Linked DNA regions of Hordeum vulgare: region 2 is linked to region 1. The links are chromatin contacts, called in public Hi-C maps. All regions are on one chromosome and are shown on one strand. The core of a region is the stretch at or near the end of the contact, and the rest is flanking DNA. Distances in the headings are between cores, read along the strand shown.

Region 1 (3,686 bases), core at 333-2,832:
AGAAGGGTGTTCATCATTTATGCCACCAGTTGTGTCCCACTACTCAGTTTTGCCATTAGAAATTGCAACTGCTCAAAAATGCTATCGCTCCATTAAGCACATGCTCAAAAATGTCACTAGACACCATTACTGCCAGATCAAACCCCGTTTACCATGTTATAATAACCAGCTCTCCCCCTATTTCATTACAAGAAAGTGTGGGTCTCACTTAATCCGACAACGTTTTTATTTTCATCTAAAATTATTCAGTTGCTTACTCCTGACAAGTGGGGCCCACACTTATCATTGTCAGATATAGAGATCAGACATGTCGGCCTAGGGGTAATTTTGTCATATAACATGGTCAACGGGTTTGACCTGACAATAAGGTTGTCTAATGGCATTTTCGAGCAAACATCCAATGGAGCAATGGCATTTTTTAGGTATCTAATGGCATTTTGAGCAAGCATCTCACAGAATGATGCCATTTTCAAGCAGTTATAACTTCAAATGGCAAAAGTGGGTAGTGGGACACAACTAGTGGCATAAATTATAAAAAACCCTTAGAAAACAGGAATCCAGATCCAAACATGATGTATGAATTCTTAGCCAAAAGGTTGTACTCAGTACTCAAATCCAGGAATCCAGATCCATACATCGAAGTTAGAACAAAGCATACACAAACAGCAATCTAATCTATCAAACATAACAAGAAGTAAAATTAAGAAATTTACACACCAGGGCCCTACTTCGCAAGCATCTCTGACAGGATAAAAAATGGCATGAAAGTGTGATCAAGATGCTAACATCGCTACAGTATGTTGCTAAGGAATAACAAAACAGAAGCATCCGGTCGAAGATATATCAATCCAATATGTTTCATTCTAACACCAGGTACACATGCAGAATTGCAATGGTCATCCAACCAAATCCCACTGGAATGGCTGAGAGACTGAATACTTATTGCTCAGTTCAGTAGCACTGTTGTGGTGCAATGGGCTGTACATTTCTATGTTCTTGTCGTATGCATGCCTACATATTATGAATGCCACGACGGACAAACTAGATCACAGCAGCAGCATCTATTCACCACGAAATAACACTAAAAGCGAGTTTTATATTACCGGGTCAAACTGCCGTGCATCCCTAACACAAACCCTAGCTCGGATTTTTGTCACGCACGTACCAAAAAAATGCACGCAAAACACCCAAAAATCGCCGGGAAATGCCCTGGTTCCCGCCGGAGACGGCCCCGGGCAAGAATAGAATCAAGGGACGGATGGTTATCAACTACCGGAACAACAGAACAACTAGTCCAAAACGAGATGAAATCGCCGCGAAAAAATACGAATGAACCTCGAAAATTCAGTGGCGAGGATCGGAAGTCACATGTACGGATTTGGGGCGGAACCAACCGAACCTGAAGTTCCCGACGAGGAGGCTAGGGCGGCGGGCGAATCGCGACCCCGATGCGAGTAGGATGCAGGTGTTCCGAGCTCGCGATTTGAGAATTTGGGGGGAGAGAAGCTGGTGATGAGTTGCCCTTGGGCGAGCGAGCTGCGTGTCGTGTCTCAGTCGTCGAGGCTCGAGAAGTCTCTAGACGCGGGCCAGGGCCGGGTTAAGGGTCTCATTTTACGTAAAGTAGTATGCTCGAGATGCGTTAGCCCATGCATTATCTCGGCCCATCTTATTTACTCACGCACGCGTAACCGAGCCGACGGGAAAAATCATTGTTCCTTTTCATATAAAAAGTTGAAAGAAGGAAAAAGCACGAGGGGAATTTTTTTGGTATATGGAAAGAAAATAGTAACTTAATAAAAATGTAACAAATTCTGAAAATATTGTTGAAATAAATTCGACTTTTCATTGTACTGGTAAAAAAAATCACTAAAAAAATCTCGTGACTTCTTTTTTTAAAAGACAAAAAACCTTCAAAATAATGTGAATAGTTATCTCTAAGAGCAAATAAATTTTAGATCTTTTGTCCTAAAGTCAACATTGGTTTTCTATTTGTGAAAAAATATATACTAGTGCAAAAGAAAGTCAAGTTTATTGTAAAAAAAACTTCCAATTTTTTTTGAATTTTTTAAATTTGTCAAAGAAAAGGAAAATGATTACCATCACCCAACGAATCTGCAATTTTTGCCCGTCGCTTTGCACGATCTACACGTGTCCTGTGGGCCTACACACGTCTCCACTCGTGAAACAACTCCTAGTTGTGCTCTCCTCTCTCTCTCTCTCTAGCATTATCTTCTTCCCATGTTATAGATCACGACGAGTCACTGGTAGCCGGCCCCGCCATGACACCCACCTAACCGGCCAGCATCGTCGATGATACGTCTCAAACGTATCTATAATTTTTTATGGTTTCATGCTGTTATCCTGTCATCTTCGGATGTTTTATGTACCTTTTATATCTTTTTTGGGACTAACTTGTTAATTCAGTGACAAGTGTCAGTTCCTGTTTTTTCTATGTTGTTGGCTCTTTTCAGATCTGATTTTGGAACGGAGTCCAAACGGAATAAAATCCCCGAAATGATTTTTTTCTGAACGGAAGAAGATCACGGGCCTTGAGGGCCAAGCCAGGAGGGCTACAGGGGACCCACAAGCCCCCTATCCGCCACCAGGGGGCGGCGGCCAGCAGGCTTGTGGCCTCCCTGACGCCCCCCCCCGACCTAGCTCCTTCGCCTATATATTCCCTAAAATATAGAAAAAAATCAAGGGATCCGCAAAAATACTTTTCCGTCGTCGCAAACTTCTGTTTCCGCGAGATCTCATCTGGAGACCCTTCCCGGTGCCCTGTCGGAGGGGACTTTGGAGTTGGAGGGCTTCTTCATCATCATCATCGCCCCTCCAATGACTCGTGAGTAGTTCACTTCAGACCTACGGGTCCGTAGTTAGTAGCTAGATGGCTTCTTCTCTCTCTTGGATCTTCAATACAAAGTTCTCCATGATCTTCATGGAGATCTATCCGATGTAATCCTCTTTGGCGATGTGTTTGTCGAGATCCGATGAATTGTGGATTTGTGATCAGATTATCTATGATATATATTTGCGTCTTTGCTGATTTCTTATATGCATGATTTGATATCCTTGTAAGTCTCTCCGAGTCTTGGGTTTTGTTTGGCCAACTAGATCTATGATTCTTGCAATGGGAGAAGTGCTTGGTTTTGGGTTCTTACCGTGTGATGACCTTTCCCAGTGACAGTAGGGGCAGCAAGGCACACATCGTGTAGTTGCCATCAAGGGTAACAAGGTGGGCTTTGTCGTAGATATGAGATTGTCCATCTACATCATGTCATCTTGCTTAAGGCGTTACTCTGTTTTTTTGGACTTAATACACTAGATGCATGCTGGATAGCGGTCGACGTGTGGAGTAATAGTAGTAGATGCAGAAAGTATCAGTCTACTTGTTTTGGACATGATGCCTATAGATATAATCATTGCCATAGATGACGTCATGACTTTGCACGGTTCTATCAATTGCTCGGTAGTAATTCGTTCACCCACCGTCTATTTGCTTTCATGAGAGAAGCCACTAGTAAACACTACGACCCCGGGTCTATTCACACCTATCGTTTCCACTTTCGCTTTTACTTTGCTTTGTTACTTTGTTGCTTTCATTTCTCACTTGGCAAACAATCTATAAGGGATTGACAACCCCTTCATAGCGTTGGGAGCAAGTTTTGTGTTTGTGCAGGCACTTG
Region 2 (3,686 bases), core at 381-2,880, 250 kb after region 1:
GTAATCAACTGCTGCCTGACTTTCAAAGAAATGAGTAACAAACATGTACGGATCCAGATAGTCGCCTTGTAAATTAACTGAATAAATTAATTTAAATCTGCCAGTTAAAAAGGCCCGAGCAGGCTGTAATGATTTATGATCCGTCTTTTGACCACCGACCACCGCAGCATGAAGATGCACTCCAACGGTCCAAGTACTCCACGTACTCTGAAGAGTTCTTACGGCGGCTTCCCGTTGGATCATGACGCACGCAGGTGCTCTGTAGCCTAATCTCAAGCCTATCCACATTCGCCTCTGTTCTCACATGAATGCCGCATGCATGCGCGCGCAGTGCCGCTGTTTTGTTCCGCTTTATTTCGACACGTTACGACGAAGAAAAGGAACCAAAGGCAAAAGCAGAAGCAGGGGGAAGACACTACACGCCCATATGTGCGTATCGCTGGACGAAAAAAAAAGACAAGTTAGTATACACAGAGGAGGTGAGCAAGAAAAGCCATTTGTTGCTGCCGCCGGTTTCCTACGATTTGCTCTTTTCTTTACTTGTTGGTGATGTTTAATCCCTTTCTTCCGCTCAAAAAAAAAAAAAAGGTTTAATCCCTTTCTGGTCAGAAATAGAGCTGGACACTATATATAGATTAACGGCGGTTACTTTACTTAGTGGAGGGTTTGGCGGGTGCGTAAGCTTTCTTTTATTTTAAGTTATTATTAATATTATTAATTTGGTCGGGCTGTCTGGTGTGTGTTTGGTTTTGGACGAGAGCGGGACATGTCTTCACTTGTGAACTACCAAACAGTTTTTTATATGCAATATGCAGCTATAGGTTACGCGGTGATGTGACCTGAATGTTTATGCAATCACCCCTTATTAGCACACATAGTATGGCGTTTATTCTCAAACGGTGGCTTGGAACCCAAGTCTGGATACACACGAGAAGCCTAAACAGGACAAACAAACTAGCCTTATACTCCCTCCGTTCCTAAATATAAGACCTTGTAGAAATTGCACTATGGTATATATACGAATGTATATAGACATATTTTAAAATGTAGATTCACTTATTTTATCCCGTATGTAGTCTATAATGAAATCTCTACAAGGTCTTATATTTAGGAACGGATGGAGTATTTTATATATATGCGCCAAAACAATATCAGGGGCTACTTCTACTGAGTACCGAGAAGAGCAGCTCCCCAGAATTTCCCCGAGATAGCACTACTTGGGGAGAAAACTTTTGCCTAAGTCGAGTATATGGATGTTTCTTCATTTCGTTCCAGACAAGACTAGCCGTTGAAAAACACTACTGCCCCTGGTAGAGCCAGAGCTGCTTCCACACGGACCGGTAGAGCTCAGCTTCCCCTTTCACTCCACTGTACAGTCTGTCCCCTTTGACTCGCCGGAGCCCCGCACGCGACGACAAGCCAGCCGCCGACGACGAGCCCACAGTGGCACACCCGTAAATCCGCCCCCAAACCGCGCCCTAATCGCGCCTTCACGCCTGAAACCCAGCAATTTACCCGCTTAAACGCGCCGGGCCCAACATCTCCGTCTCCCCGTTCTGCCCCTCCCCTCCCCTCCCGAACGGCATTTTTCGAACCCCGCATTAAAAACTCGCCGTGGGACGCACAGCGACAATTTCGCGTCCGAATTCTTTATTACTCGACTGGAGTATTATCATCGCCCCGGACGCGGCGCTACTAGTTTAATGCCCCGATAATTTTGTTTATTTTTCGTTTTTTTAGTCGTTTTTTTTTTGTAGGAGTATCACGCTCTCCCCTTCCCCTTTTTTGCTTTTAGTTTTGCCTTTTTATTTCCTCCGTCTCCTCCCCTTTTGTTTTGCATTCCGACGGCTCGCCCGCTCGCTCTCGGTTTCTTCCTCCTCTCGCCTCACGGCTGCAGCTCAGTTTTGTTTTTGCTCCTGGGATTTGTCGAATTTTTTGCTTTATTTTTGCGGGCTTTTTCCCGGTGTTTTTGGGTTTTTTTTCTGGGGATTTTTTGGGGGCGGGTTTTAAGGAGGGAGCCGGAGGTGGTGCGGGATGGGGTCAGTGCGTGGGAGCTCTAATGGCGAGAGCTCGTGTCGGAGGCCCTAGTTGGAGGTGGTTCTACTTCTGTTTCCAGTGCTGCGCGCATGGAGGCCAAGGCAGCGGAAGCGAGCTCTCCGATTCCGACTGCGGCTGCACCGGTAGCGGCGGCAGCGGTGGTGCCGGAGGCTACGGTGAGCTTCCAGTCGCCGACGTCTGTGCCGCCTCCGGCAGCTTCACATGCACCCGCACCGTCGCCGGTGGATATGGTTAGCCCGAGTGGTCTGTTTGTGCCGCCGGGTATGATGACGGCGATGGTGGCGGGCGCAGGAAGAGGGTTTCTGTCCGCGGGGCCGCTGCTCAAGGTGGGGAAGAAGAGGGGGAGGCCGAGGAAGTACGGCCCGGACGGGAGCCTGATCCAGCCGTTGAACGCCACGCCGATCTCCGCGTCGGCTCCGATGTCGGCCGCCGTCGCAGCCGGGCAGTACACGCCTGCGGCCGCGGTTGGAGCCGCCATGAAGCGCGGGAGGGGCCGGCCCCTCGACTTCGCCGCCGCGGCGGCCAAGCCGTACCACCACCAGCTGCAGCAGCCGCAGCAGCAGCAGTTCGGTTTCCACTTCAGCTCCATTGGTTGGTATCCTTCTCCTGCTCACTTCTCTTCCCCACCCCCAAAAAATGTTCAGAAAAATCTGGCGTAACACTTTTAATCTTTTGCCCCAATCCACAAATCTTCCATTGAAAAATTTGAAACTGGATTATTTACTAAACTTTCCGCAGAATAGATCTCAGAAATTACGATAGTACTAGTACTACATAATAATAATAGATGGTTGCTGCAGAGGGGCAAATGGCAGAAGTCGGGCGTCACTCGTTAGTTCGTTCCTTGTCATGACACTGTCCGTGCCTGTCCCTCTCTTATCCGAATATTTCTTGTCTCCTCGCCCCCCTTCTATCCATGATCAGATGCACAGTCATCCAAGATTCGAAGCTCGGGGAGCAAGTAGGGGACAGGTGGAGGCATATCCTTACTGAATCCTTAAGGCCTCTTGCTGTTCTGTTCTTGTCTGTGTGGTGGGGGTTCTGCCTCCGTGGGGGAGGCATGGTGGCATGGTGATGCTGCTGCTGCTGGCTACTGATTCTGGAACCAAATGAGAATATGGATCATAACAAGATCCCTCCAGTTAGGATGGAGGTACTCCTCCCTTGGTAGCTCTAGTCATCGCTGTCTCTGCTGTGATGGCAACGTGCAACAGCTATGTATAATTCTCACGCCCGCCCCGTGACAACCGGTTTGTGAGTCTGCTAGTTCAATTGGGGATGGTTGGGGTGAAACTTTTTTGTCAAGCATCATGAATTTGTAGCATATAACATGTTAGCATTTGACGTAAAATGATTCGGGATTACTTATGTTTGTGCGAATGGCTACTGGTCTGGATCGCCTGTTTTCTGGAAGCAGATGATCTTAGGCCACTTGGAACTTTCACTTCGCTTTGTGATATTCTGGTGTCAGTCTGTTAACCGCAGCATGTCCTTGTAGGTGACATGGTGGCCTGTTCTGCCGGTGGGAATTTCACTCCTCATATCATCACTGTTGCTCCTGGTGAGGTATGATTCCAATGCTTCTTTTTAAGTCATGGCTGGTAGCTTACATTGGATGGTTTTCAGTC

The links. Hi-C and Micro-C count contacts between places; a contact is called where the count stands out from the background.
Region 2: a contact with region 1 is called in a Hi-C map of seedling, with 4 times the contacts expected there. The contact joins the promoter of LOC123410818 here to the promoter of LOC123409754 in region 1. A contact is called at or near these places in 4 of 6 Hi-C or Micro-C datasets (leaf and seedling) and 1 of 1 datasets of contacts at active chromatin or transcription factors (embryo).

What each region holds. Positions count from the first base shown.
Region 1 is chr7H:418,487,930-418,491,615 of MorexV3_pseudomolecules_assembly, forward strand. It overlaps LOC123409754, which reads right to left and starts at 1,583. Exons shown (of 7, transcript XM_045102617.1): 1 at 1,400-1,583.
Region 2 is chr7H:418,734,211-418,737,896 of MorexV3_pseudomolecules_assembly, forward strand. It overlaps LOC123410818 (AT-hook motif nuclear-localized protein 1-like), which reads left to right and starts at 1,631. Exons shown (of 5, transcript XM_045103759.1): 1 at 1,631-2,649; 2 at 3,557-3,624. The coding sequence starts at 2,127.